Linked DNA regions of Sus scrofa: all the other regions are linked to region 3. A link is a contact called in public Hi-C and targeted proximity ligation data. All regions are on one chromosome and are shown on one strand. The core of a region is the stretch at or near the end of the contact, and the rest is flanking DNA. Distances in the headings are between cores, read along the strand shown. Region 1 has its middle 82 kb from the start of HS1BP3. Region 2 has its middle 42 kb from the start of HS1BP3. Region 3 holds the start of RHOB (ras homolog family member B). Region 4 holds the start of PUM2 (pumilio homolog 2). Region 5 has its middle 63 kb from the start of HS1BP3. Region 6 has its middle 65 kb from the start of RHOB.

Region 1 (3,726 bases), core at 329-2,828, 84 kb after region 3:
TCATTTTATGGGTCTCTTTTTGGTGAGTGTGGAGGTGTTGAAGGGGCCTCTGGAAGCAGAACTTCCGCCGTGAGGATTCACTGTGTTGGCCTCGCTTCACCCTTTCCTCTGGCCGTCAGACAAGCGGGCCCCAGGCAGACTTGGTTAAGTCAGAGGCACAGGGAGGGGGCACCTCCAGGGGCTTTTCTAAGCTGCAGATGACATGTGCCCAGCAAGGGACAGGTACTCGGGAGGGCGGTTGGCTGGCAGACATCACCCCTTGCTATGGGCAGGGCCCAGGGGAGCCTCAGGGGGCTGAAGGCACCTGTCCCAAGGAGCCCTGGGGGGGACAGCAGATGTGCACAGCATGGGAGACCCATTCTATGCCCCCCCACCCTGTGCTCCCCGTGGGGCTCCCGCCAGTACCTCTGGACACCTCCATCTGCCCACCGCACAGGCCTCACTCTCGAACATTCTGGGGTTGAGCTCATCCTCCCCTTCCCCCGGCACTGCGGCCATGTCTCACCAAGGGGCACCATTGTTACCCAGCGTCCAAGCAGCAAACTGGGGGTCACCCTTCGTTCTGTCCCCCTCCTGCCTCCCCCTTATCTGCTCCACGCCTCTCACGGAGTTCTGCGACTTCTGTACTTCCGGTGGCAGTGCCGTGAGGAGGGGGACATCCTGGTCTCAGAGCCCTGGTCCCACCCTGTCTCTGACTCACTGAGACCTCGGGCAGGTTCTGATCCCTCTCTGAACCTTTGCTGCATCGACACAATGACAGCTTCTACAGGTCCTTGGAGCTGGGTTACTCCAGACCCGTGGTGACAAATGGAAGCCACTAGGCACACGTGGCTATTTAAATTAAAATTCATTACAATTGAATAGAAGAAAAATTCAGCTCCTCAGTCCCACCAGCCACATTTCAAGGGCCCACCTGTCACCTGTGGCTGGTGGCCATTGTGTCAAACAGCGCAGGTTTAGAACGTCTCTCTCATCCCAGAAAGTTCTAGTGGGCGATGCGGTGCCACTGCCCCGTGAATTTGAATGAGCCCAGGTGATCCTGGGCTCTTGTGAATATGCAAATTCTGACGCCCAGGCTGGCGGAGGGGCAGATTCCGCTCCTCTGACAAGCTCCCTGGTGGTGCTGTGGCTGTTAGGCTGAGCAGCGCACTCTGAGCATCAAAGGCCTAGATGGCACCGTTCTTCGTGGGTGTGGGGTCGGCAGCATCAGCACCAGCTGGCAGCATCTTAGGGATGCAGAGTTTCAGGCCACACTCTTGACCTGCTGGATCAGAAGCTCTGAGGGTCAGACCCGGGTGTCTCCGTTGTGGGTATAGTTTTGTTTTGTTTGTCTTTTGTCTCTTTGGGGCCACACCCACAGCACATGGAAGTTCCCAGGCTAGGGGTCTAATCGGAATCCTTAACCCACTGAGCGAGGCCAGGGATTGAACCCGCATCCTCATGGATATCAGTCGGGTTTGTGATCACTGAGCCACGGTGGGAACTCTCAGGAATCCGGGTTTTACCAGGCCCTCCGGGTGAGTCATATGCACTCTGAAGTCTGAGATCCTGAGCTCATCTGAGGTTCCAAGAAATAGAGCTCAAGGACATCGCTGCTCTCCCGTCCTGCTAGGTCCACACTTGCCACCTTCAGGCCAAGGAGCCGTGTGTCACTTCCATCGGGGCTGCATCCTGCTGTCTGAGGGCTCAGGCAGAGGAGATGGACAGCAGCAGCAGGCCAGCCTCAGATCGTGGCCTTGTCCTGAGCTCATTTTGCAACTGGAGCTCCAGAGAGCGGCTCACTCCCACTTCCTCCCAGCAGCAGGCCCAGCGTTCTCGGTGGGAAGGTGCAGAGCCACAGTGTCCAGCCAAGAACAGCTGCTCACGTCTGAGCCTGCCCTCCAGGGGGAGGGCAGGCCTCTCCCTCTGCCCGGCTCCCACAGGGGCCTAAGACCGGGAGGCCCAGAGCAGGGCTAGCCACCCACTCCCAGTGCCAGCTGCCAATAGGGATTACAGCGGGGGCAGGGCCACGCCCAGCCCAGGATCCTGATCACTAGCAGCCCGCACATACTGCATGCACACTCCCGTGTGGCCCGCCACCACCGTGGCTGCAGCCCCTGGCCTGCAGCTTTTCATCCCACCGTGATGGCTCCTCCACCAGACTGACCAGACCTGTCCCAGGCCACTGCTTCCTGCCACCCCTGTCCACTTGTCATACAGCTTAGAGATACCTCTGAATGCCCTGGCCCCTGCCAGCCCCCTCTCCACAATTATTGACCTTGACAGAGTAGGCCTTCCTGCCACGCACCATGCCCTGACCCAGGGGTGTCCAGAAGGCCCCCTCGGGGCCTGGTCTTGATAGATATGGCAGCCTGAGAGTAGGCTGGAATAGGCATCTGGAATAGGCAATAGCAGGCACCGGTCTCCTTCCCTAGGCAGGCCAGTCATGCCCATGGGACTCTCCCGGCATGCCATGCGCGTCTGATTCCAGGGGCAGTTGTCCCTCTGGAAGGGGAATGTGGAACCGCTGACCAGAATCCCCCTGCGCGGAGCAGGACTCTCCGGGTCAAGGCAAGAGCAGCAAGCCTGCCAGAGGGACAGAGAGCGGCTGGAGGCCACACAGTGAGCGGATTCAGAGCCATGGCTTGGACTGGGGTGCTCTCTGCCCCCCAGGCCAAGGCTCCTAAGGAAGAGTCAAACCAGAGCCAGCTGTCAGTGAGGGCCCTGTGCTGGCTCCCTCGCAGGCTGCGCGGCTGAGCGCGGTGCTTCTGAGAATCCTGTTAACGAAGAAAGTTTAACTTGCCAGGTCACGCAGCTAACAAGAGTGACTGTTGCCTGCCAGGAACCCTGAGCCCTCAGGGCTGGACGAGGCTGGTTTCCCAGGATGGGGACCCTCTGCAGCTCTGACCAGAAGGCTCAGGGAGGCCTTCCCGTGGTGGCCAGACTTCTGCTCCCTGTGGTTGAGCTGCAGCTGTTTCGCTATAACCGTCAAGGACTCCTCACCCTCTGCGGTCTCCCCTGTGCCTGTGTGGGGCCCTCAGAGTCACGACAGTGTGGGACTGACCTCCGTGGGTGGCCAAGTGCCCTCCTTTCCAGCCCAGCCTCTGAACTGCCCAGGGATCCATAGCAGGTGGAGCAGGGCAGGAGAGCCCCCCAGCTGTCCGCGTTGCTGTGCTGGCTGTCCCAGTGCTCTCCGAGTCGCTTGGGTCCCTGTGTGCCCAGCAGGAAGAGGAGGTGGGTGGGGCCCCCAAGTATACTGCCCTCGGGCATAGACACCCCTCTCAGGTCTCCTTTTCCTCTTCCTGGGGGGTCTCCTCGCTGCCCTTCCACCCCCTGGGGCCCTGAGGATAGGGATGGAGTTTCTCCTGCTCTGTCTCGCTCTCAGAATCTCCTGACACCGTGGAATTCATACGTATTGGGGGCCTGCTTGTGCCGGAAACCATTCGGGCCACCATCACCTATATTCACTTAATCCTTTTCATAATTCTGACTGGGGAATGTTATTAGCCCATTTTACAGATGACAAAACTAAGATTTAGAGAGCTGACATCACCGGGAAAAGGTCGCCTCCTTGGTAAGCGGCTGTGCTAGGATTCAAACCAGTGTGGGCACCCCCTGGGTTCAAGTCCTCTCCACAGGCCAAGCCATAGCCCACTTAAGGCGCAGTTGCTGGAATAAGCTTGGGGCACCTGGCCTGGCCAGTCAAGCAGATCCCGACTAGACTGAGGCCAGGCTCAGCAGGGCACT
Region 2 (3,835 bases), core at 983-3,482, 120 kb after region 3:
GGTGTTTATTTCCCCGTCTCCATGGTGCTGGGCGAGCAGGCTGTAGGTCTGGAGTGTGTAGGGTGCTGGGATGAGCTCCCTGGGGCCACTGCCCTGCGGGTGTTATTAGGAATCTTCATCAGAATGACATCTTTTCCAGCACATTCCATCTACCTTCCCTCCTTAGCCTGCCCCGGCCCATCCAGATCCAGGGCCCTGGTCACCCCCCATAGTCCCCGGGGGCCAGGACCCTCAGCACCAGGGCCCAATGGTTTTGCATGTGGTCCCCACTGCTGAGGCCCAGAAGCCGGCTGTGTTAGCCTCTCGCGGTTGGCGGGCTGCTGCTCAGAGAAGCCAAGCAGCTGGAAAGGACCCAGCCTCTCCTCTCTCCTACACCCACCCTCCTTGCAAGCCCCAGAGCCTTCCCTTTCCACCCAAAGGTCTGGCTCTCACTCCTAGATGAAGGCAGTGAGCATCTGAATCCTCAGATTCCTTATAGCACAATAAACCGCTAACGATGCCGCAGAATTTTGATTATTCACATATAACATGCACTGCGAACCAGGAAATGATCAAAGAACTTCACAAATATTGATTAATTTTCTCCCTTAACTACCCTACTGAGGCAGGTACAAATATCATCCCCATTTTATAGGTGAGAAAACTGAGGCACAGAGACAGTCAGTGACCGGCCCAGGACCACACAGCTAGGAGGCTGGAGAGCCGGGAGTTGGTTCACACTTCCAGCTGCCGCACGCGGCTGCCCATGGATTTTTGTATTTGTTTGTTTCATTTTCCAGTCATTAATTTCCTTAACGGTTTTATTGAGGTGTAATTTAATGGTATAATTTAAGAATTCACCCGCATCAAGTGTATAATTAAATGATTTCAGTAAACGTACAGAATTGTGCAATCATTACGATAAACCAGTTTTGGAACATTTCGAACACTTCCTCATTCCCCCCTACCCCCCTAAAATCCACTTGCCACCTCCGGCCGAAGGCAGCTACTACTACTTTCTGTCTCTGTAGATCTGTCTGCTGGAACTTTCAGATCAGAGTCAGATAGTATGTGGTCTTTGGCGTCTAGCTTCTCTCAGTGTGATGGTTTTGGGGTTGATTCGTATTGTGGCATGTGTCAGCACTTGATTCTTTTTTGTTGCTGAATCATGTTCCATTGTGTGCCTGTCCCAATTTTATTTATTTATTTATTTATTTATTTATTTATTTATTTTCGAGGGCTGCATCCGAGGCATATAGAAGTTCCCAGGTTAGGAATGGAATCAGAGCTGCAGCTGATGGACTATGCTTCGGATCCAAGCCATGTCTTCGACCTATACCACAGCTCTCGGCAACGCCAGATCCTTAACCCACTGAGCGAGGCCAAGGATTGAACCTGCATCCTCAAGGATACTAGTTGGGTTTGTCTCCACTGAGCCACAACGGGAACTCCCTGTCCCAATTTTACTTATCCATTCATTGGCTTATGGACTTGGTGTCTGCTCCCACTTTCTGGCCATGGCGAATAAAGCTGCTGTGGGTATTTGTGCACGAGTCTTTGTGTGGTCATAGGTTTTCCTTTCCCTTTGGGTCTATTCCTAGAAGTGGAAGTGTTGGGGTGTCTTGTAAATTTATGTTCAACTTTTAAAAAAACTGCCAAGCTTTTCCCCAAATGTGTTGCAGCATTTTCCATTCCTATTTTATATAGTCTGTGGGGCCAGGGTTCCCATCCTAGGGCCACCCATATACCAGGCCAAGCCTGACTGGAACCCTAGACTGTCTGGGCAGTAAAAGGAGCCTTCAGGGCAGCACTGGGTCAGGCTGAGCCTCTTTGCTACTCCTGGTGTCTGAGAAACAGGTGGACAAGAAGTTAGCTGTTCTACTTTCTAACCTAAAAAAATTGCCCTCTGGGACCGAGAACACTTCTGAGGGGGAAATGAGCAAAGTGGCTATTAAACCAAAAGGAAAAACAGAAACACACAGGTGGAGAAGCCAAGAGCAATCCTGCCAAGGGAAGAAAGCCCACTTGAGAAGGCCGGGGCAGAGGGCCCTCGGCACCCGGGAGTCCGCCGGCAGCCCTCACACTCTGGAAGCCTGTCCATCGCCAGCTTTGGCGAATCTTCTCCAACCTCCTCAGAGGCCTGACGCCTGGAAAACCACCAGGCCCTTCCAGACAGACCTTCTCCAGGGCAGGGCCACCCCGGGGACAGCTCGAAGTGTCACTGACCCTCCAGCTGGTGCCATGCATTGCTGTAGAGTCGCTCCTGCCAAGATTTGAAGAGAAGAGCTTTCCATATTTCTGGTGGCAGCTGCAGTGAGTGAAATCTAACCGTGGCGCCTGGCAAGGGTCCAACAAAGGTATTTCTGTCCCAGCTCCCTCCCCGACTCAGACAGGGAGTGGGGACCACAGGGCGGGGCTGAAACATGCCCAGAGCACGCAGGGACATCACGGAGACCACGGCTTGGATAGGATGGGACGGGATGCCACCTGCCTCAGCTTGGAACAGGAGATATGCAGGGCCTGCCATTGCCCTGGGTATGATGGCCCTGTGGGGGGGCCAGGCCACACGTTGGCCACATGGGTCAGGCCCTGGGGCCCCACAAGTCACATGCTCAGCGTGTCCCACTCCCACTCTTGGACACAAGCCGTGTGCAAAGTCTCTGTACTCTTGTCACCGGCGGGGTGATTTCTCCTAAATTTTGTGTGATCACAAGGGCCCAAGACCACTGATACCAGATGGTATCTGACAGGCCCAGAAGCTGATACGGGAGGTAGGAAGTCATGACTTCTTCACTCAAGTACCTCAGCCTCCTGAAAGGTACCAGACCCTCAGGGACGGCACTGGCTGCAACAGTGTCCCCCACCCACCCTGCCCCAAATTCCTGTCCCCATGAACCTGTGAACAGGACCTTAGTGTAAAGGAGACAGGGTTTTGAGATGTAATTAAGGTAAAACGAGGTCCTATCCCAACAACTGGTTTCCTTACAAGACAGGGAAACTGGACACAGACCCAGAGAAGACCCAGAGGAGAGGCCCACGTGAAGACAGAGGCCCAGGAAGGAGGCCGGGCGAAGACGGAGGTGGAGGCTGGAGCGATGCGGCTGCAAGCCCAGGGACCGCATGGATTGCCCGCAACCATCAGAGGGACTTCTGGCCTCCAGAACTGGGAGGGAGTAACTTCCTGCTATTTAAAGCCTCCTGGTTTTTGGTACTTGCTGCGGCTGCCCTAGGAAATGAACGCAGGGACCAGGAGCCGGGCTCAGGTTGCGTGTACACTGTGTGCGCTGGGGGGGTGGTGGACAGGGGTGGCTGCATGGGAGGAGTTGTGTCTGCTGTGTGGGCAGGAGGCCCAAAGAACGGAACAGGACCTAGGGGCGTGGCACGTTCATGGCAAATCTGGCTCTGGTGGCACTTTTCCTATTTTTGCCCTCCACCATGCCTAGAACAGGCACTGCACCCAGGAGGTGCTCAGGAAATATCCCTTGGCCATGCTGGCCTGATATCTCCTGTCCCATGTCCTTTGAGCACCAGAGCTGTGTGTCCTACACTATCCTTCCCTGCCTCTGCCTTTTTTTTTCTTTGTAGGGCCGTACCTATGGCATATAGAAGTTCCCAGACGAGGGGTCAAATCGGAGCTGCGGTTGCTGTAGCCTACACCACAGCAACACAGCAACATGGGATCCAAGCTGCAGCTTGTAGCAACGCCGGATCCTTAACTGAGACCAGGTATCTAACCCGCATCCTCATGGATACTAGTCAGGTTCTTAACCCACTGAGCGACAGCGGGAACTCCATCACTTGCCTCTGCTTTGCACTGCATTATTCACGAGCTTGTGTGGCTCCTTGTATGAGCTTC
Region 3 (3,538 bases), core at 1,003-3,502:
ACTTGTGGACTGTCCAGTTCCTTAGATTGGAAAAACAAAATAAAAAAGCAAAAACAGTGGGCATTGTAGTGGAGCTAAGCCAATGTGGGAAGCACTTCTGGTCATTTGAATGAGAATGGATTCCGGGGGTTAGTGGCACTCATGTCTTATTTGACCTGGTTATATCTGCAGTGTCCATTTGGGGACCTACGTCTCAACATATGAATCATATGTGGGAACACCGTGGCTCCGCTACAGTTGGCTGGCCTGCTTTGATCGGGTGGTTGGTAAAGCAGAGTCTGGAGTTTGAGGTAAGAGACTCCCAGCAAGTTCCACCTGAGTACATGAGCGTTTAGCTCAATTCTCCACAGTCATTTATGGATTCTTGCATAGGGTCAGACATTGTGCTGGGTCTTCAAGATGCTGTGATAGACAGAATCCAGGCCCTCCAACAGCTTTTCGTCAGAGGGGGACACAGAAATATGAGACAATAACCTCATCAGGATGTAGTGTGTCTCTCCATTGCTGAAAAACCAACAAGCATCCCCTTGCCTCTAGAATGGATATGGCCCAACCTGTGTAGTTGGTACTTGTCCTCCATGATTGGCCTGCCTCCTGAGTTTCAACTCTCTCTTTCCACTGAGGGTAGCCCCAGTAAGCTATTCTCTGTTCCTAGAATCTGTCCTACTCTTTGTCACATCTCTGCTTTGGTTCAAGCTCTTCCTCCTCCTTGGGTGGTCCTCCCTCCCTACCTCCATCCTTCTTCTCACCCCTTCTGTCCATTGGGACCCATCCACTCAGAAGCTTCTAGATCAGACACAGGTGCCATCTCCTACAGGATACAAGGAAGAGATGGATTAAGTCCTGGTGGATAGCAGGAGACTAGGAGCTAGCACCCCACTAGACACTGATTTGCTATGTCCCAGCCTTCAAGTTTCTCCTGCTACTCCCCAGGGGGACCTCAGCCTCTTCTAGCCCAGTGGGGTGGGGGTGGGGATTTGGATTTTATTGTACTGTTTACCTCAGGCAGTTCTCTGCCTTATGACCAGGATCCGAATTAATCTTGAAATCCAGGGCTGAGGCTGCCTTTTTCTGCTTGGTAACTTCTTCCCAGCGGACCTCAAGTTCTGCAACCAACCTCGACCTTCCCTTTTCACCGTCCCTCCTTCTCCGAATCTTTACCTAAAGACCTAGGCTGGGTGCCGAGAAGGGGGTAGGCGATAGGACTTGGAGGAGCCAGAAGCTCGGCCCAGGGTCACCTAATTTACAGCCACCATCTCTAAGATCCAAACCCCGGGCTGCTCTAGGCGGGTACCCTGGTGGAAGGACAGGGATGGCAGACTCGACCAGGGGTGGGCCCGCTTCTGAAAGAAAAGGGAAAAGACCTTGCTTGGGAACAAACGAATGTGTGTGTGCGCGCGCGTTCACTTAAAAACAAAACCAAGTTAAAGGAACCGCTCGGTCCCCCACAGGTCCGACCACCCGCTGGGAGTTTGCGAAGCCAGCGCGGCAATTTTGAGTGGGAGGGAGTCGTTAACGCCCCACAAAGTGCGGCTTCTTTCTGAACCTCTCGTCCAGGCCCTGCGGGCTCCTGGTAGCTAGCTCTTGGCCTCCCGCCCCACGCGCAGAAGCTGCGGCGAAGGAGGGAACCCTGGTGTCGCCGGAGCCCCGCAGCGCCAGCCGCGGCGCACGCTCCCCGGTCGCCGCCTCTCCCAGCCCCGCGGCCTGGGCCGTCAATCAAGCTCGCCCGGCCCCGCCCCTGGGCTGCAGCGGACGGCCAATCAGAGCCAAGCTCCGCAGCGATGAGCTCAGTCGGCTCGCTTGCCATTGGGCGGCTATATTAAGAAAGTCGCCGAACTCTTTAAATAGCGGGCGCTAGGGCCGCAGCCTGCATCTGCCACCGCAGTCTGCCTGCTTTCGTTCGTTTTCCTGTACCTTTGCTGAGGCCTAGAGCGACCCGGGAGGAAGCTAGGCCGGGTCTGCTACTCTAGTCACCGTTTGCGCACAAAGGCGCCAACCCCGGATCCGGGGCGAGGAGGGCCGCCACCGCTCCGGAGCAGCGCGGAGACGTACGGTGCGCCCTATGCTCCCGCGCCCCTACCGCCCACGCCGCGGCTTCCTGAGCACAGCGAGAGAACGCGCCACCCCGGGGCCTGGGTGCAGCTAGCGACCCTTGCCCCTAGCGCGCAGCCCGAGGTGAGCAGTGAGCGGCCAGCGGGACGGCAGCGAGGCGTTCGCGGGCCCCCTCTTGCTGCCCGGGCCCGGCCCGCTCATGGCGGCCATCCGCAAGAAGCTGGTGGTGGTGGGCGACGGCGCGTGCGGCAAGACGTGCCTGCTGATCGTGTTCAGTAAGGACGAGTTCCCTGAGGTGTACGTGCCCACAGTCTTTGAGAACTATGTGGCCGACATCGAAGTGGACGGCAAGCAGGTGGAGCTGGCGCTGTGGGACACAGCGGGCCAGGAGGACTACGATCGCCTGCGGCCGCTCTCCTACCCGGACACCGACGTGATCCTTATGTGCTTCTCGGTGGACAGCCCGGATTCCCTGGAGAACATCCCCGAGAAGTGGGTGCCCGAGGTGAAGCACTTCTGCCCCAACGTGCCCATCATCCTGGTGGCCAACAAGAAAGACCTGCGCAGCGACGAGCACGTCCGCACTGAGCTGGCCCGCATGAAGCAGGAACCCGTGCGCACGGATGACGGCCGCGCCATGGCCGTGCGCATCCAAGCCTACGACTACCTCGAGTGCTCTGCCAAGACCAAGGAGGGCGTGCGCGAGGTCTTCGAGACGGCCACGCGAGCCGCGCTGCAGAAACGCTACGGCTCCCAGAACGGCTGCATCAACTGCTGCAAGGTGCTATGAGGGCCGCGCCCGCCTGCCTGCCCCTGCGGGCACGGCTCCCCCACCCCGGCCGGTCCCCCACGAGGCCGGAGAAGGGAGACCCGCGCCCCCCCCACGGACCCCACCGGACGGCCTGGCGTCTGCCCTCCGGACCCGCAGCCGTGGCCTGGCGGCTGTGGCTCTGGCGCCGGGAATCGGCGCGGTAGGCACCGGGCGCCCCCTTTCCAAGTGTCTGTGTGCGTCCCGCTGTGTTGCACAGGCCTGGGCGCCCCGCTGAGTGCCAAGGGATCCCCGAAGACCCTGTTCTGAAGAGCCAAGCCTCTTCGGAGGGTGTGGCTGTGTGTATGTTCAACTCCCCCCGCCCCGTTTTTGCCCCACGCCCGCCTCTGCTACCCCGAGGCGAGCTTGGCCCCGGGGTGCGGCCGCGCCCCATCATCAGATGTTCTCCCATAACCAGCGAGCGCCTGCTATGCCCCTGTCTGTAACATAGACCACGGGAACTGCGGGAGGGGAGGGCTGGGGTGGATGGGGTGTTATATAAATATAGATATAATTTTATTTTCGGAGGTAGGATGGTGTTATTTAATGGTGGCGGTGGGTGGAGTGACAGGACTTGAGAACAGCTCCGGCCCAGCCTGGGTCAGGCGTCCATCCAGGCACGAACAAGACTTGGCCATCTTTCCAACTCCTGGGAAAGACATTTGCAACTAACTGACT
Region 4 (3,530 bases), core at 984-3,483, 82 kb before region 3:
TATTCAAAAGTTATTGAATTAGAAATTACAAAGAACTTGAGTTCAGGAGACAGTCTGGTCACTGAGAAGATAGGCTTTGGATGTCACATCTGGCCCAAATCTCTAACCATAATTTTTTTCTGCAAACTAGGATAAGTACCTACACAGGAAGACATACTATCTTTCAACACTAAAACGATTTATAAAAAAGCATGGAAAGTTTAAACAAAATCCTACTATTAGTATCTGTGTTCAGACTGTATTGTTTAGCTTGCAAGCATAGCCTGTTAAAGTGACAACCTTGTAAGACCAATTTAAACATGGCAGTAATTAGACTTTTTAAAAAATCTGAAATCGTATTAAAATATTGAAACATCTAACGGAACTTTAGACTCAAATTAAGAAAACCATGTATTTAAGTTTAAATTGAAGTGTTTAAGTTTGTTAATAGCAAGTCTAACTCAAAGATAAAAGCTTTCGACTCGAGCAAACAAAAATGAACTTTACAAAAAAGCTGAACTTTAAAAACTTAAGAATCAGAATTCTGAAAATAACTTCAATTTTTAAAGAAGTTTTCTGCATATAAAAACCACCCTCAAGAATACGAAAAGACAAATCTAAATAACTCAATTTTACCAAAAATTGGGCTTTAAAGACATTCTTGAAATAAAGGAAATGCAGACAACTACTTATGACAACTGTGCAGATAAAGCAAATCATTTTTTTAAAAGCAAGATATTAAAGACTAAGAAAAGAAGCTTAGCCAATTAAAACTTTTGTGTGTTTTAAATCTGATCCCTAGCCAGAAATCCTTAAATCATCTTCCAATGCTCCAGGTCACATGGTGAAGAGTCACCTATTAAACAGGAATCTAAGCAGTAAACAAGCTTTTAAAATCCTTAGGTAACACCCTTTATTAAAACTTTACATATGATACCTTTACAAGTATTATATTTCTCTTACGTATTTAAAAGTATTTTTCTAATTAAGCTTTCCCTAAAAAAAACCTTTATTTCAAAAGTCTGTAACTAGTTTTCTTAAGTTAAAAATCTCAGAAAGTACTAAGTCCAGATTTTAACATGATTGTCTTATTACACATCAAATATGTCCCACCCAAATGCTTAAATGTGTTATAATGAAAAGCTAGGTCGGTTTCCCTAGCTATATTCTCAGAATTAACACTAACTTTTATACGCGTGTTTGAGCATAAAACTCTAACAAATGTATTTTCCCCAAATATGACCCAGTTCAGATACAAAACGAACGCTAAAAATGTGTGAAGCCTCTAATCTATTCTTTAGTTTTAATTTACATATCTTCCCGAGTATCAAAATCGGCTCCAATAACAACAAAAACAAAACATTCCTTACTAATGGCACCTAATACATTAAACCCAAGTCGCCGTTTCTTTCATAAGCACACCTGTCTACCGGAAGCTCTTCCTGGACACACTCGGGTCCTCTAGAATTCCCACACTTGTTTTCATAAACCCACTCCTTCCTCTTCGCCCACTTGCAACTCGCAGCTCCTCCGGATCCACCCGGCCTCTCTCCCGGTCCCGAACCCAAGAGCTGGGAGGACGAACAGCTCGGTCTCTAAACCCACACGCGCGGAAACCGAGCAAGAGCCGGGCGGGCCCCCTCAGCGCCGCGAGGCTGAGACGTGGGGGAGGAAAGGAAGCGGGAAAGCCGAGAGCAACCCCCCCGCTGGGCGCACACCCCCTTCCGGCACCCCTCCCCCTGCATTGTGTGAGCGGGCCCCAGGCCGCAGCCGTCCGGGGCACCCCGCAGGCCCCGTCCGCCCTCCAACCGGAGGGCTGCCCCCGCCAAGGCCGTCACACAATACCCGGGGAGCCAGCCCCGCGGCGTCAGAGCACGGGAGAGGGTGCAAACGCGACTGACTTACGGGGCTGCTGCGGCCGCGCTGCCTCAGCCGGGGACACCGACCGTTGGGCACACGGCGGCGTCGCTCTTGGCCGTCCTCCCCTCCTCCGCCTTCGGTGGCGGCAATATCTTCTTTCTCCACCTACCTCCCTCCCCCCCACCCCACCTCCTTCTCCTCCCCCTCCTCCTCCGAACCACCGAAGTACCGAGGGTGAGACACAGTCTCACAACAACATGGCTGCCACCGCCACCTCCCCTCCCCTCCCCCCCGCCCACCGGGCGCGCGCAAAGCACTCCGGGAGAAAGGGGGGCGCTCACCGAGGTGCGGCTCCTCGCTGTGGCTTCGGACGCTTCTCCCGCGCTCTGCACGCCGGCCAGCTAGAACACTGCGCGTGCGCACGCTCTCTACGCTCGCGCGTTTCGGCCGTCCCTTCGGCTTGCGCTCCCCCGCCCTCACCTTGCGGGCTTGCAGCCGGCTCTGACATCGGGGCGGTGCCAGGCGGGAGCGCGCGCCGGGCTAGGGCATCGCGGGAGTGGTGTTTCCGATCTACGCTGCTTCGGTCTCTGTGTTACCGCGTGGGGCCTCAACTTCTGAACTCGCTTACCCTCAGCTTCCTGGGCCACAGCTCATTGTTCTCCCTTAACTGCGCGGTGTCGGCGTCCTCGCTCGTGGTGTACTCGCAGTTCGCTTTCCGGGTGCTGGCATTCACAAGAATGGCTCAGTAATCTAGGCCTTTAGGTGTCATCCTTACCCTCTCCCCGCACCATGACGGTGGAGACGCATTGGGGAGGAAAAGTGAACCCCTTAAGAGGACTGCTCCGAGGGCAAATGGAACTAGCTCAGCAGCTTGCCACCCCTGGGTGCCTGGCCGGGTAAACAAAGTAAGCTCAGGTGGTTCTGTAGGCCAGTGATGCTCACTCTGGCTGCTACCCAGGTCGGGATGTGTGTGTGTGTGTGTGTGTGTGTGTGTGCTGCTACCCAGGTCGGGATGTGTGTGTGTGTGTGTGTGTGTGTGTGTGTGTGTGTGCTGCTACCCAGGTCGGGATGTGTGTGTGTGTGTGTGTGTGTGTGCGCTGCTACCCAGGTCGGGGTGTGTGTGTGTGTGCGTGCGCGTGCGCTGCTACCCAGGTCGGGCTGTGTGTGTGTGTGTGTGTGTGTGTGTGTGTCTTTTTAGGGCCGCACCCGCCTGTAGCCGCTTACGCCAGAGCCACAGCAACGCGGGATCTGAGCCACATCTGCGACCTACACCACAGCTCAGGGCAATGCTGGAGTCCTAGCAGATTGAGCGAGGCCAGGGATCGAACCTGCGTCCTCATGGATGCCAGTCACATTCCTTTCGTTGAGCAAGGCGGGGAACCCTGCAGGTCTGGATTTCTGTAGCAGGCTTTTATGTAGACTTCCTGAAACTGTGTTCAGTGTCACTACCTCCAGCTGGTGACTGCCATCTAAAATGAAAATCTCCTTCCTGGCACTCACCCTGGCTTTCAGCTTCACTCTGTTACCCACACTGCAATGTCCAGGTGTGTTCTGTTCAGTAAGAAGAGGTGTTCCTCTAAGAAATATCCCGTAGGAGATCCTGTCGTGGCGCAGTGGTTAATGAATCTGACTAGGAACCATGAGGTTGCGGATTTGGTCCCTGACCTTGCTCAGTGGGTTAAGGATCCGGC
Region 5 (3,783 bases), core at 517-3,016, 100 kb after region 3:
CATGACCTCAGCCTGCCAGGCTCATCCTACTCCAGGCAGGAACGTAGTCGAATAGAAACCCACCACTGGGTTCAGACCAGGCAGGGACCCTCTGGGCAGGGACAGAACCTCCAGTGCCTGTGCCTGGCCTGGAATCCCTCCTTTAGGCCTCTGAGCCCTGCTGAGAGACAAGGCACAGAGCTGGTGGCCAGGGAGGCCATGGGCCCTGCACCTGGGAGCCTGCCCCACCCACCTCCTTGCCCAGTTCTTAACGGCTTGCCCTCTCTGTGCCTGGGCTACTTTTGACCCCTCTGTGCCTGCCAAGCTGTGGGCTGGATGGGGTACCGACCTGCCCACTCTGACGAGGCCGAGGAGGAGTCCCAGCCCTGTGCCACTTGCCAGACCTGCCTCCATGTTCTCCCCCATTCTGCCTCACCTGCCACTCCCAGCCTGACCTGAGGGCTCCCCGGGGCAGCTCCTCCCCCCAGAACTAAGACCCTCAGTCTCCCCCACCCTCTGCTCAGACCTGAAGCAAGCAAGATTTTAAAGCAAGGCAAATGCAACCCAGGAGGGGCGCTGGCCTTGTGGATGCCCCTCTGAGCCATCCTGAGCCCGGCTCTCTCATGCCCCAGGCCTTGGTGCCTGCAGGTCTGTTGCATACAAACAGCAGAAACCAGCTTTGGCTAACTTACTCAGAGAAGGATTTTCATGGAAGGGTATGAGGCAGTTCACTGACTTATCAGGAAGGATAGAGAACCAGGCTGGGAAAAGTCAGGATCCAGGGGTGAGCCCAGCTGGACAGTGTCCCCCAAGGGAACACTGCTGGGATCTGCCAGCCTGGATGGACACTGCCGGAATCTCCAGTCCTCCCAGCCTCTCTCTGAAGGCTTGCTTCACCCACTCCAGAGTCTACACCCCAGGGAGAAGGGTTTGACTGGTCAAGAGCATATCCCAACCCGAGAGCGAGGAGAGGATGCGGCCCCCACCCCCATCTTCCGTGGTGGGAGGGGCTGGTCACTCTTTGGAATTGGCAGGGCAGTGTTCCGAAGGAACGGGAATGGCGAGTGACACTGTCTTGTCTAGTCCCAGGACTGGGCTCCCCAGCAGGCTGCCCAGCTCTCTGCTTCTAGCCAAAGCTCCTGCATCTTCTGATCTGTGTTCCAATACGTGGGATTTCTTTTTCCATATTTGGTACCTGGCTCACAGACTTAGGTTGAATCAATGTCTAGTTCCTTGAGCCAATGCCCACCCTCGGAGCCATCAAATGAAGGATTCCTTCTGTGATTTTAAGAGCTTCCCCATTAACTCGCTTGGTGGCACTGAATCAGGACACAGCTGTGTCCCCAGAAACCCCTGCCCTCAGAGTAACCCGGAGATTCAGCCTCCCAGTTGCTGCCCCCAAAAGTAGCCAACAAGAGTTACCATTGTGGCTCAACGAGTTAAGGACCTGATGTCTCTGTGAGGATGGGAGGTGGATCTCTGGCCTCTCTCAGTGGGTTAAGGATGCCACGTAGGTTGCAGATGGGGCTTGGATCCAGTGTTGCCATGGCTGCAGCTCTGATTCGACCACTAGCCCGAGAACTTCCATATGCCACAGGTGTGGACTTAAAAAGAAAAAAAAAATAGTAGGCAGTATCCCAGGGGGCTGGGGTGGGGGGGTGGGGGGGTACGGGCGGGGTGGAGGGTGGAGGATGCCAAGAATGCCTGAGCCCAGCCTGGCTAGCAGGAGGAGCGAGGCTGTTCTCTAGAGGGATCTCTTTCTCACTGCTCAGGGGATGGGCCTGGTAAGGACGGGGGTACCTGTGTCTGCCTCTCACCCCTGCTGACTCAGACTGCCTGCTTCAGCGGTCTGAGCACTGAATCTGAACACGGAATGGGGTCCCCTAGCCCTAACTCCACTCCCACACCACACCCCGACACTGTAAGGCTCTGGGGGTCCAAAGTGGGGGAGCAGAGCCAAGATGCTACAGCCATAAGAATTTGTTCCCTCAGAGCCTGTCCAGACCCTGACACAGGCGGCTCAGTCCCTCAGAAGGAGCAGAGGTCTCCAGGGCTTCCTGGCTCGGGCCAGCTAGCTGCCCACCTCGGGGATAAGGAATTTGCCCCCCAAGAGAGGGGATCAGATTGCACATTCCTGAGGCCTGAGTCACTCCTGGCTCCTGCTGGCTTCAGGAATGTGTTTATGCTGACGGCTGGGAGGGTGGCTGAGGGCCCAAGAGAGACTGCACAGACCACGTCTGTTCACTCCGCGTCCATCCCGCTGGCTAGGGGCGAGGGAGCAGGGGCTCTTTCAAGGATGAGGGGGGCAAGGCTGTGACCTCGAGCTACCGTGATGACGTGTTCTGCGTGGGCCCCGGAGGACCAGAGGCGGGGAGGGCCGGACTCAGGCTGGAACCGAGGCCTCTGCCTTGTCCAGAGCTGGCCTTGGCTTGATGCCACAGACGGAGGGTGGAGAGGGGCCAGTCCAAGCAGAGCTTCCCCTGCGGTGACTCTGGGAAAGGAACTTGCTCCCTGCCATCTCCTTGCATGAAAGACAACCTCCCGGACGGTACAGAGGGCTTGGGGAGGCTCTGGCTGCTCCTTGGCTTCCCTCTCAGAGTGGGGCTGACAATTCTTTCCCTTCACCCCTCACCCCCACTCAAGCCAGGGCTCTCTTTTCCCATCTCGGAGATGGGCCACCCAGACCCCACATGCTCCAGCATCACTGGTTGCTGTCATATTCAAGTAGGCACTGTGCTAAGCTCTTTACAGCATGGCCATGTGCCCTGGTTTGCCTGCGATGGTCATGGGGGCTGGACAATTATTATTTTTTTATTTATTTTTTTGTCTTTTTGCCTTTTCTAGGGCCGCTTCCCGTGGCACATGGAAGTTCCCAGGCTAGGGGTCTAATAGGAGCTGTAGCCACCAGCCTACTCCAGAGCCACAGCAACGTGGGATCCGAGCCGCGTCTGTGACCTACACCACAGCTCACAGCAACGCTGGATCCTTAACCCACTGAGCAAGGCCAGGGATTGAACCTGCAACCTCATGGTTCCTAGTCAGACTCGTTAACCACTGTGCCCCAACAGGAACTCCTGGACAATTATTAATAATGCTTCCTTTCACTCTCTGAAGTGTCCTGCTCTGGAAGAGAATTATATATTTGCCCTCATCTTATGGCTATTATATTGTTTAATCCCCACAATGCCCTACAAGAGGAACTGCTAATAGCCCCACTTTACGATGCAGAAACGAAGGCTTAGAGAAGAAAAGTAATTTGCCCAAGGCCATACAGTTAGACGTGGCCGAGCCAGAAACTGGGAAGAACCCAGCTCCCCACTTCAAAGCCCTTTTCTCAGCCACAACACCAAACTTCCTCTCCTAAGATCCTTTGATGCTTTGAAGGCCTAAGAATCTAGTATCTCCAAATAGTAGAGAAATAACAGTTAAAGTCCTGGAGTCCCTTTGGCTCTCTTCCCAGCACCGCACTTCAGCCACCTCTGCCACGTTGCTCCCTCCCGCAGGGATTGTGTGGACACATCTGGTTTGCTCCCTGGGGCAGCAGCATCATTCTCTTCAGATGAACAAGCGTCATCGTGCTACCGTGTGCCAGGTGTTGCGCAAGGTACAGTTATCTAATCCTCACACAAACCCTGCAAGGTGGGTGTTACAGGCTTCTGTCCATAGAAGGAAAACTCTCCAAAGCTGTACAGCTGGGAAGAGACAGAGCTGGGGCTAGAACTTGGGATCCTGGCTTCGAACTGAGGGAACCCTCCATGGAGCGCTCTTTTGGCCCACGCACTATGGAAGCAAGCAGTGGGTTGC
Region 6 (3,673 bases), core at 101-2,600, 65 kb after region 3:
TGATGGGCGTATGGGAACTCTCTGTACTGTCTTTGTAACTTGTCTCTAAAGCTAAAATTATTCCAAAATAAAAAGTTAAAAAAAAATCAAAAGCAAGACTTGGACTACAAAGGAGAGCTGGGCCCACACGTGGTCCTGGGTCCCTGGCTCTGCCCAGGAAATGCCAGGGCGTGGAGTTGGGCGGGTCCAGGGGGCCGGGGAGGCCGCTGGTCCGGCTGCACCCCTCACCCCATTCACCCCATGATAACCGTGTTCTCCTTCGCAAACAGCCCACCCCAGGCCCCTTCCCTTCTGCGCGTCTTGGTTTCCCTCTCTGCAATGGCTCCACTTCTAGGCCTTCTCTGCGCGCCCGTGGGCCTGGGCACGGGGACCTCAGCATCCTGAGAAGTGCTTTCCTGGCACACAGTGGTCACAGCCTGCCCTGGCCATGCGTCCTGAGGGCAGGCTGCCAGCAGGGCTCCTGTTCCCAGTCAATGACTGGGGAAAGAAGTAAAAGTTTAGGATGGGGAGGAGACAAACCGGAAACTGACTTCTCGTGAGCAGGTGGTTCGGCTTGACTTCCCTACAAGGCAAGGTAAGTGTGCTTATCCCCATTTTGCGGATCAGGAGGTTGAGACTGAGAGAGGTCAACTCCTCCCCTGTGTATCAGAACCGGGCATCTGTCGGACTCCAGCTTCTGTTTTTTGCCCCCTCACTCAGGCAGAAGGGATGGGCATCCAGCTTCCCAGGTGGCGGTGGGGGGCAGTGGCAATGTCCAGGCTACAGGACATTCTGAGCTTCTAGGAGTGTCAGGTGACAGCACAGAGGGCACGCTTGGTGATGTCATTCTCTGGGGGGGCAGGGCATCTGCTTGCAAGATGAAAGTTCCTACAGACAGAGGGCAGGGCTGGGGGGAGGAGTCTCGGTGACTCATGTTGGGGGTGTTGCTGCATGAAACTGGGGAGGCTGCAGCCCCCAGGGTACCGACAGGACCTGAAGTAGATCCCAGGCCTTCTTGGAAGACATCATCCCCCGACCCCGAGCTCCCACTCTCCATGATGTGGTTTCTTTGGTTGCTGTTTTGTCTTTGGAGGGACCACCCACATCCCAGAAGAGACCCTCCAGATGCTTCCTCGGGCCCCCTGAGGATCCTGCTGGCCTTCCGGGGCTTTGCTTCCATCTCCCCACCCCTCCCACCCCTCTGTAGACACTTCCTGTTTGTGGCCTCAGGATTCTTCCCACCTCTGTGACGTTCCTCATTGATGGTGCCACACCCACCGTCCCAGGGGTGGTCTCCTTGGGGTGGCCACCCTTGCCGGCACTGTGAGCTCCCAGACATCGTGGGTGTGGCCATCATGGGCTCTGGTCCTCAGCACTTAACGGAAAGCAGGGCTGGAGCCAAGCATTGGGCAACCTAGGCACTGGCAGGTGAGCCATGCGTGGGAGATCCTGGCTGGAGTCCAGCCCAGCCTGGACACTACTGCTCGTCACAGAGCCTCGGGTTGGAAAGGCAGATCCAAAGCTCAAGGCCCTAGTCCAGGCTCAGACCCATCTCGCTACTCTGGGTACGGCCACCGTGGCCAGTGAGGGCTGTGTGACCACTGTGTGCCAGGAAAGTGTAACTTTCCATAAAGTGTATCCACCCCCCCCAGCCAGAACATTCTGTGATTTCTGCCTGTGGGTGCTGGCTGTGATTGTGCACAAAAACCCAGTGTGTTTCCAGTAAAACACCGAGTGATCTAGAAAGCAATGCCCCCCCACCCCCGCATTTATTCTTAGAAGTCCCAGAAAGCTGTCGACCAGCTCCCTCTCAGAAATGGGACGCTAGCAGGTGGTCCACTGGTGACAACCCACCAGGTTCCTGCCCTGAGCTGAGAGCAGTCTGGGGCAGGCCTGAGGAAGTGGGCTGGGTCAGGAGGAGGCTCACAGGACCCGTGGCTGGCACAGAGCGCTGCAGGGAACCGGGGCGACCTTCCGCCATTCAGCTGCTCCCCGAGCCCTTTGTTGGTAAGCGCACCTGTGTCATATACTCGCCTCCTTTTCCAAGTAATTTGATCCAGGAGATTCCCCTGCCAAGGCCTCCCTGGAGGTGAAGGGGATCCTGGTTTGAAGTCTCTCTCAGTTCCTTGTGTTTGTCCTTTGGGAACGGGGAGTCAAGCCAGAGCCATCCTCTTTTATTGATGCTGAAAGTGTTTGGGGGGGGGTGCGGTGGGCAGAGGGGCCTGGAGACGAGAGACTCAGACCATTTGGGCTCCCTCAGGAGCTCAAGGTGGCAAGACTGAGGGTACAAACGACTCCTCAGCAACACGTGTGAAAAGAGCCCAGGAAGGGAGCAGAAGGTTACATGGGGCACAGCTAGGCAGACCGGGAAGGCTTCCTGGAGGAAGGGGCATTTGACGGAGACTTGAAGGATTTTTTTTCTTTAATCCTGAGCATTGCAAGAGCAGCCAGGAGGCGTGAAGTTCCTGATGAAAGGGACTGCAGAGGGGAAGTGGCTGAGGCCTGGACCCTGTCAAGCAGGCCAGGGCTGGATCCCATTCTGGAGGCTGGGCCATGAGCCTCTGGGGAGGTTCCCTTGCTCCCTGAGCAACTCCCTCACCGGAAGAGAAGAGAGATTGTGAAGACACTGTCAAATGACAGTGAGACAAAGCCAGCCCAGCCCACGACGGTGTGTTCCTGTCACACTCGCTTGCATCCAAAGGTGGTGGCCGCCTCTGGGCGTGTCTAGGTAGCCCCGTGTTTGAAGGGAATCCGTAGACATCACAGGAGCACCCCTTAGCAAGAGAGAAGCATCATCGCTCCGTCAAAGCCATGGCCCCTTCCTTAGGGCAGGTGACAGGATGGTCTGTGTGTCCTAAAACAGCCCTGGCCCTGGAGATTTCCACACGCCAGCCTCTCTCCAGAGAGAAAGCGCATCTGAGGCCGCTCCCCCTGGGGTTCCTGACAGAGGAGTCCTCCCTGTGTCGCAGCGGGAAGCAGCCCCAGCCAGTCCCTCCATCAGGAGGGGCACCTTACAGTCAATAAAGGGATGCCTGTTGCCATTTTTTCTCCTCAGAGCTACTCGCTCAGTCAAAGCCCTTGGCACCTCAAAGCGGCCCTGGGCCCGAGTCCCGGGGTGAGATGCCACTTCAGGAACACAGAACTTTGCTGACCCCTGTAACTGAGCCAAACCCTTCTCCTCAGTCCACAAGTGGCTTCGGAAGAAGGAGCACTGACAGGTGTGTACCGAGTTATTCACCCGCAGGCCGGGGAAGTTTTTTGTCCTGACCCAGCGGCTTGCTCCATAGGTGGGAGAGACAGATACATAATTAAATACATCAGGGCCTCAAAGAGGGTCTGGTGGGCTAGCCTCCCAGAAGGCATCTTTGCTTCTGGGTCTGTGACAGGGACATGTTCCAGCCCCGGCAGGGACGCCCGGCACTGAGGACCTATTCTCCGAGCATGCTGAGGGCACTTGCCCCTGACTCTTGTGTTGCTGGGGAGCCCTTTTGTCCTCTGGCCCAGGGACAGGGCTGATTGGCCCTGCACCCAGAGTCTGCCCAACACTCTGAGCCAATCTGTGGAACTGCCTTCAACCCTGCTGGGGTCTGCCTTGTGCTTGAGGCCCAGGTGGGTCCGGGAAGCAACGCAGACAGAGAGGTGGAGAGATCCCCCACGCTGCCCCACGTGGCTCCTGGCCAAGCTAGAGCCATAT

What was found. Hi-C and Micro-C count contacts between places; a contact is called where the count stands out from the background.
Region 1: a contact with region 3 is called in a targeted proximity ligation map of skeletal muscle, with 3 times the contacts expected there. A contact is called at or near these places in 10 of 47 Hi-C or Micro-C datasets (embryonic fibroblasts, epiblast stem cells, fetal heart ventricle and 4 more) and 2 of 2 datasets of targeted methods (alveolar macrophages and skeletal muscle).
Region 2: a contact with region 3 is called in a targeted proximity ligation map of skeletal muscle. A contact is called at or near these places in 7 of 47 Hi-C or Micro-C datasets (embryonic fibroblasts, epiblast stem cells, fetal skeletal muscle and 4 more) and 2 of 2 datasets of targeted methods (alveolar macrophages and skeletal muscle).
Region 4: a contact with region 3 is called in a targeted proximity ligation map of skeletal muscle. A contact is called at or near these places in 4 of 47 Hi-C or Micro-C datasets (embryonic fibroblasts, epiblast stem cells, heart right ventricle and 1 more) and 2 of 2 datasets of targeted methods (alveolar macrophages and skeletal muscle).
Region 5: a targeted proximity ligation map of skeletal muscle shows a contact between it and region 3. A contact is called at or near these places in 12 of 47 Hi-C or Micro-C datasets (embryonic fibroblasts, epiblast stem cells, fetal liver and 7 more) and 2 of 2 datasets of targeted methods (alveolar macrophages and skeletal muscle).
Region 6: a Hi-C map of liver shows a contact between it and region 3, with 6 times the contacts expected there. A contact is called at or near these places in 1 of 5 promoter capture datasets (liver), 16 of 47 Hi-C or Micro-C datasets (adipose tissue, embryonic fibroblasts, epiblast stem cells and 8 more) and 2 of 2 datasets of targeted methods (alveolar macrophages and skeletal muscle).

The regions. Positions count from the first base shown.
Region 1 is chr3:117,689,588-117,693,313 of Sscrofa11.1, reverse strand. No RefSeq gene overlaps it. Among named protein-coding and RNA genes, the nearest start is that of HS1BP3, 82 kb to the right of the region's middle.
Region 2 is chr3:117,649,553-117,653,387 of Sscrofa11.1, reverse strand. No RefSeq gene overlaps it. Among named protein-coding and RNA genes, the nearest start is that of HS1BP3, 42 kb to the right of the region's middle.
Region 3 is chr3:117,774,174-117,777,711 of Sscrofa11.1, reverse strand. It overlaps RHOB (ras homolog family member B), which reads left to right and starts at 2,252. Exons shown (of 1, transcript NM_001123189.1): 1 at 2,252-2,842. The coding sequence starts at 2,252. The coding sequence ends at 2,842.
Region 4 is chr3:117,856,633-117,860,162 of Sscrofa11.1, reverse strand. It overlaps PUM2 (pumilio homolog 2), which reads right to left and starts at 2,233. Exons shown (of 22, transcript XM_013996320.2): 1 at 2,181-2,233. It overlaps LOC102158392 (a long non-coding RNA gene), which reads left to right and starts at 2,336. Exons shown (of 3, transcript XR_302627.3): 1 at 2,336-2,744.
Region 5 is chr3:117,669,879-117,673,661 of Sscrofa11.1, reverse strand. No RefSeq gene overlaps it. Among named protein-coding and RNA genes, the nearest start is that of HS1BP3, 63 kb to the right of the region's middle.
Region 6 is chr3:117,708,173-117,711,845 of Sscrofa11.1, reverse strand. No RefSeq gene overlaps it. Among named protein-coding and RNA genes, the nearest start is that of RHOB, 65 kb to the left of the region's middle.